Linked DNA regions of Sus scrofa: region 1 is linked to region 2. Evidence: chromatin contacts called from public Hi-C data. All regions are on one chromosome and are shown on one strand. Each heading gives the region's core, a stretch centred on a gene start, on an enhancer-like site or on the middle of the called end of the contact. The rest is flanking DNA. Distances are from core to core; before and after follow the strand shown. Region 1 overlaps MBNL2 (muscleblind-like protein 2). Region 2 has its middle 47 kb from the start of OXGR1.

Region 1 (3,323 bases), core at 577-3,076, 150 kb after region 2:
CCCCCCCACCCCCAATGTCCCTGTTCACCTGCAGCGCTGTTTTCGTGCCGCGTGTCACCCATTCTCTGGCGAGGGCGCGAAGTCTTCTCTCTGGCTGCGTCTGCCCACCGCCACGTCTGGCACCTCTTCTCTCTTGCTCTGCCGGCGCCTGAGCTGACCCGTGTCTGTTCCCGGCGTCTCTTCTCTCGGCCAAGGCCGTACCTGGCATCCCTGCTAAACAGCACACGGATGCCCCCTCTCCCTGGGGTTCTAGTCACACCCGACTCTTAGCTGGTGGAAAGGACTATTTATTTGGCCCCTTAGGAAGCCCTTCATTCCTATCAGCTTCCTGGCAGCCACCACAAAGACCATCCCCTCAGGAAACAAAACAAACCCTATCTCTAAGAGTTGCCCTGTTTCTTTTCTTCAAAGTTCCCTGTTGCAGCAAGGCTGCAATTAAGAGGCAGGATCAAAGGGACGAGCTGCCTTGGGGCTTCGGGACCCACAGAGAGCTGGTCCTTTTAACTCTTTGCTTTTCCTGTGACCTGCTCCTCCACCGGAGTCCTTGTCCCTCTGGGTGAGGTGTGGGGAGACACACCGGGGTCCACAGAGAACCTCTGAGCACATCACATTCTGAGAGCCACCCGGCTGACCCGCCACAGACCCAAGCCGGAACTCAGGAGGGATCCAGCTTGGAAGGAAAGAGACAATTCCCGTCTCCCCTCAACCGCAGTCCTGCCAGGCAGTTTCTCACGGCCACCATCCGCCTCCGGATACGGGGCCACCACCACCCCAAAAGGCACACGGACCTACACAGCACTCTAAGATTCTTCCTCGTGCCGAAATGAGATGTGACTCCCTGGGCCTTGGCTGCTCAGCCCTCGTCCAGGCCTTGGAGTGACCCTAAGTGGGTCCAGCGCCCCTCCAGGCGAGCCCCTCTGTATTTCAAGGTGGCAAACCCACTTCCTCTGATAGGAGCAGTTGGCACCTCCTGTTATTTTCAGGGAATGTGCTTTTATTTATGCAACCTAAGACACTCAGAGTTTTCCTGGCAGCTTTGTCACACTGCTGACCCATATCACGATTAGACTTGAACCTTGAACCGGCTGCCATAGAGAAGGGGTGGCCTCTCCATTCTTCCTCAGCTCTGTTCAGACCTGAGCACAGGGGCGGGGAAGCGGATGGATGGAGGGGAGGCGGGAGAGAGACAGACACCTTCTCAGCTGCATGGAATGGTTGAAAGTTGTCTTCTGATCCAATGAGAAGCTTTAGGCACCTTCAGAACACCCATCAAATTCCTAGGCATTGACTTGTAAAAACCACGCAAAGAATGCTAGCTAGATAGATGAGAGCTAGAGAGAGACAGACAGACAGACTTAGGTGAATATATGTATATTAACGTAATACACTCCAGAGATATAGATTAATAAAGACGTAGATAGATATAGATTTAGAGTAATATATACCTAGACATAGATTAGTATGTGTATATAATATATAGATACACATGCAGATGTAAATTGATAGAAATATAGATAAATAGATAACAGTTGCACAATTCCAATACCCCACTTAGGGAGTTTTCCAGGTAAAAGTACACGTTGTGGGGTTTTGTTGTTGTTGTGCTGTGTATGTTTCTTGGCACAACAGAAGGGCGATCCTTCTAGCAGTGGCTCCGAGCCCTCGAGAGTTTCTCTGTCGCTCTCAGCACAGCCCTCCACGGCTTAGAGACACACTCTGCCGTCAGTAGATGCCAAGGTCACCGAAGGAACTAATTAATCCCGGCTCCAGTCCACAGCAGGGTGCGCTAACCTGCCCTCCTTCCCCTGAGCGGTGAAACCAGGAAGGATTTTCTCTCTGGGTTCCGCCCAGGCCTTCCCAGGGCCGCCCTGAGCAAACAAAGGGAGGGGGGCAGGGCTGGTGAACCGTTTCCCGACGAGCTGGCCAGGTTTTCATCTAGAGAGATCCCAGAGAAAGCCTGCTCTGAGGCTTTACCCCTTGAGTGGAGAGCCACCCTCCAGCTTTTCTTAGGAAGACTCCCAGGCTGATATTTAGGGTCTCCAGGCCCCCTGCTCCATCACAACGCTGCCTTGTTTTTGTTTTTGGTTTTCCTTTTTCTCCTAGTTTCACTCATGTCCTCTAAACTCGGCCAGGACTCTTTGCCATGCTGGAAATGTGCCTTTTTAATTAAAAGTACACATTTTCCAGCTGCCCCCTAGGGAGCATGAGTTTGTTTGTCTTCCCCCTTCAGGGTAAAATGAATGTCAGATACCCCAGGCCACACTAAAATAATTGATCAGAAAAAAATAATTGAGAGGAAGGATGATTTTTGGAGACATCGACCAGCCAGCCACCCCAAGATGTGAAGGCAGAGAAGGTGGCCATTGGACCCTTGTGGATCCCTGAGTTAACAGTGGCCCCCCCGAGCCAAATACATGTTGGGGCTTGAGTGAATTTCCTGCGGCTGTTGGTTTTTATTTGATGTTCTGATCCCTTCCTTCCAGCTTGAGAATTAGTGCAGAAAGCCACAGAGAGGCTCGGACAGGGCCTGTGTGCTTTGTCTGGTCAATAGCCTGGGCTCAATGCCACTGCCTTTTGGCCCCTGGCCCTCAGCGGGTCCTCCTTGGCCCCGAAGCTGCTAGAACAGGGCGGCCATCCTGTTCATGGGGTTTGTTTCCCCTCACGGTTGGGCAGAACCAGCAGATCCTGGAGTTGGGTTGGTGACACGCTCCATCTTGTTCGCTGGTTCAAAACCGAAAAAAAAAAAAAAAAAAAAATCAAAACCATATGTTCAATACCGTATCGGGCTTCCAGGGAAAAGTGTGTGCTATGAAATAATAACCAGCGACCTAGCCAGGCCTCTGAAGGCTCGTGGAGGAGGAGGTGACCCACCCAGGCCACCGAGGCTGAGGCAGGTAGGGGAGGGCAGCTCTGTTTGCTTCCTGCTCCAAATGGCACTTCCCTGGAATGCTTCCAGCATCTAATGGGGAAGCGGAGCCAGGCTGCATTTACGGACTTATTTCCCTCCTTCCCATCTTCCTTCTTCCCCTCACATGTTCAGGATTGAAAATTAGAAACACTTTTCTCCTACACACAAAATTACTCCCTCACACACACTTTTTTTTTTTTTTTTTTTCCCCTGCTTTGAAATGGCAATTGCTGCCAGAAGAGGCTTCTCAAAAAAACACATGCTGTCCTGGCCACAGCCATCAAAGGGTTAATTTGCACTGTAGCCTGCTCCTTAGACACCGTGGTGAGCCAGGGGGAGGGGCTGCCCTTGCTGGAAAGAGGAATCTACTGAAACAGAAGAAAGGGACATCAAAATCCTGCTAAGAGGTCACTTC
Region 2 (3,053 bases), core at 31-2,530:
TAGCACAGGATTTCTGAAAATCTCAGTTGATATGACTCAGGCAAAGTACTCCCACCCCTGCCATCCATCAAGGCAGCATTTATCAACTTGTTGACAGCAGTTGGGTTGTGAAAGAAACATCGTGAGTTCCAAACATGCTTTTTGGCTACATGAAAATAAGTGGAGAACAGTAGAGGAGAAGAGGGCATAGCAGAGGCTGTGCATCCACCATAAGATAAAATATTCCTTTGTGCAATTTTTATTTCCGATATATATGTGGCTCTGTGGGCGACGGTGACATGACATGTTTCTCACTGAAGGTGCAGGATGAAACAGTTTGAAAAACACTTTTAATCTGTTTAAATTGCACAACTGCCATTTACGGAACCGTCCCAGTTTATGTCACCCAGAAAGGTACTTTCCCCCTTGGATCTTGGATTCCTATCTGTAGCCACATTCTATGTGGCATCGGAGTTGCTCTTCTAAGTATCTCGTTTTTACAGCCCGTTCAGAAACCTCTTTGAGCATCTAGAACGTGCCTTGTTCATCTCTGCATCCTTGGCAGGGCTCTTCGCGTATTTGTTTGCACATTATAAATGTTAAATACACATTTTGTTAATAGATGACTAAGTTTTACCCATATTTAATTGTGGAAGTGACAAAGTGACAAGGGAAGCCTGGAAGAGAAACTAAAGATGAATATTCAGGAATTTAACTTCAACCAAAGATAAAAACTCATATTAACTTATTTGTTTTCATGAGGAATACCCACCCCCCTTAATTAAATATTTTCAAACTTTCCGAACGGGGGAATTTTGTTCTTAGATAAAGCATTTCCCTCATAATCGATACGGGGCAGAATTTCCTAAACCAGTGGGTAAGTTTAGGGGCAGAATTCCCTAAACCAGTGGGTAAGTTTAGGGGCACAAAAATTCTCCGAAGTTGAATGTAAAGTCTGATATGTGTATTTGGACATACACGCACACACCCTGGCATGAGAGTCCAAAACTTTATTTTTTAAAAGGGAGTGTTCCATAATTCAAGAAACCACAAATACAAATCAGTAAAAAAAAAAAAAAAGAACTTCCGATACCATTCACAGGTCCCTGTAGCTTCAATCCTCTTTCCTCTTATCTTAAAACCATCCAGCTAGGAAAAAACAAAACAAAACAACATCCAGCTCGGGTTAATGATCCGGATTCTCTCCCAGGTCCAAAGGGCACCTTTGCTATTCCGTCAGGTCTGAAGGGAGGCACCGGGACTCGTTCAGGCCATTAGGAAATCATTTAGTGGCTGAGCTCCTGGGTCCTGCTCCCTTTGGCAGCTCTTCTTGGCTTTCTGCACCAGTAAATCACCTGTTCCCTCAGCATCTGGACAGTTCTCAGAACACGTGATCGTCGTGCTCCCTCCGCCTCCCGCTCCGGTGTTAGAAGCCTGATGAATGGTTCCTGGGGTCACTAATGTTCCCTTTGCTTTTGGCCTTTCAGCTCCATGTGCTGAGCACAAGGAAAGCCACGGCAGTCAGTGGTTCTTTGCGACCTTCCAGGCAGAGGGGCAGGGAGGGAAGCGGTGCCCAGAACAATTTGGAGACTAATGCACCCAGTGTTTAAGTGCAATTTAACGTCTGTACTCAAGTGGCAGTGGCGTCTCCCGATCCCCCCCACGGCTGGGACTTCTTCCAGCTCACTCCGCAGAATAAGCAGGAAGGGCGGGGCAGAGCGCAGGGGCAGGTGAACCCCATGCATGTTTAAGCAGCTACTTCCCATCACCTTGAAGCTCAGCCCCTCGCCTTCACTCTGGTTTTCACCGTTAACACTGACCTTGCTTTCCAGAGATGAGATGCCAGGGCCCTGGGGAACATGACCTCAGATTTAAAAACCAAGGAACCCTTTCCCACCAGCCAAGGACTATTACAGACAAATTACCCTCTGTTTTTTTTTTTTTTTTTTTTTTTCCCTTCTGGGGCAAAGTGTGCGCCCCTCTGTAAGGCAACACTGAATCCATTTCAGTCCTCCTCCAAAGCTGTCCTTCCATGCCTACCAGTAATAGGCTTTAAGGAAAGTGGTCCAGGCTGGATGCTAATCCAGGAAGGCTGGACTCTCCCAGCAGCAATTACTTGGAGGAAGGAAAGCCCCATTCTGGCAGCTTAAAGAAACAGTTCATCCCTCATTTTTTTTTTCCCCTCTCTTCTTCACGGGATCTAAAAGCCTGAAACATTCATCTCTTAGAATGCAGCTCCCTTTCTGAGCACTTATCTTAGGAGCAAACAATTTAGTGGTGAAATCAAATCACTTTAAAGGCGCCTCTTTGGGGAGGAGAGCATCCTCGGACACTAGAGGCCTCCGTTACCCATTATCCACTTAACGTGCAGTTCTCTCTTCTTGGTGGTTTCCAGTTTTCCCATTTCCTGTTCTTTTTCACAGTGTTTTACTTTCCATAGCAGCAGCCATGGGCATGTCTGAATTTGGTAGCCACCCCATGGAACTCCTCCCTTGCAAGATATGCATCGGCAAGATATGCATTCGCCACGTGTTTGCTGAAGAGTTGAAAACACACAGGTGGATCCATGTGCCAAGGTCAGCGTCCAGAGCCCAGTCCCCAGTGCCCTGATTCTTCATACAAACAGGAAAGGAGGTTTTAAATTCCCATCCCTACTCTCAGCCCCCCGCAGAAAGGAGTCTCATCTCTTTTATTTCTCCGTGGCCATTCTCATCAGTGACCACATGGGCTTGTGGTGCTGTGAGCTGTTTCAGCTTCCTCCTGACCTAGAAACGTGAGTGACAGCAGTACAGTGATGAAAGTTCGGGACACATACCTGCTCTTCCTATTTCTCAGCTCTCAGCACGTCCTTCAGCAAACTTAGCTGGCCTCGTTTTACTTCTCTGTAGAGGAGGGACAATCCATAATCAATTCCTCTAACTCCACTGCTCCACTAGCCTCCAGGCCTGCCTCAGGCAGAGAGCAGAGGAGCCAGAGCCTTGCCTGCTCCTCCCCCGCCCCCGAGACCCCACCCAAGCCCTCCACCCACCAAAGAGGACCTGTCTTGTCATGTCCCCTGCTCATGGTCATGGGAG

Evidence for each region. A called contact is a pair of places that touch in the nucleus more often than the background predicts.
Region 1: a contact with region 2 is called in a Hi-C map of liver, with 2.9 times the contacts expected there. The contact joins two enhancer-like sites. A contact is called at or near these places in 1 of 5 promoter capture datasets (liver) and 1 of 47 Hi-C or Micro-C datasets (liver).

The regions. Positions count from the first base shown.
Region 1 is chr11:66,493,520-66,496,842 of Sscrofa11.1, forward strand. The region is part of intron 1 of MBNL2 (muscleblind-like protein 2); the gene reads left to right. Among named protein-coding and RNA genes, the nearest start is that of MBNL2, 13 kb to the left of the region's middle. Within about 2 kb of position 1,827, at least 46 of the 83 cell types and tissues checked have an H3K27ac peak or open chromatin away from gene starts, as enhancers often do. A contact at or near this core is called in liver, where this site is marked.
Region 2 is chr11:66,341,516-66,344,568 of Sscrofa11.1, forward strand. No RefSeq gene overlaps it. Among named protein-coding and RNA genes, the nearest start is that of OXGR1, 47 kb to the left of the region's middle. Within about 2 kb of position 1,281, at least 4 of the 83 cell types and tissues checked have an H3K27ac peak or open chromatin away from gene starts, as enhancers often do. A contact at or near this core is called in liver, where this site is marked.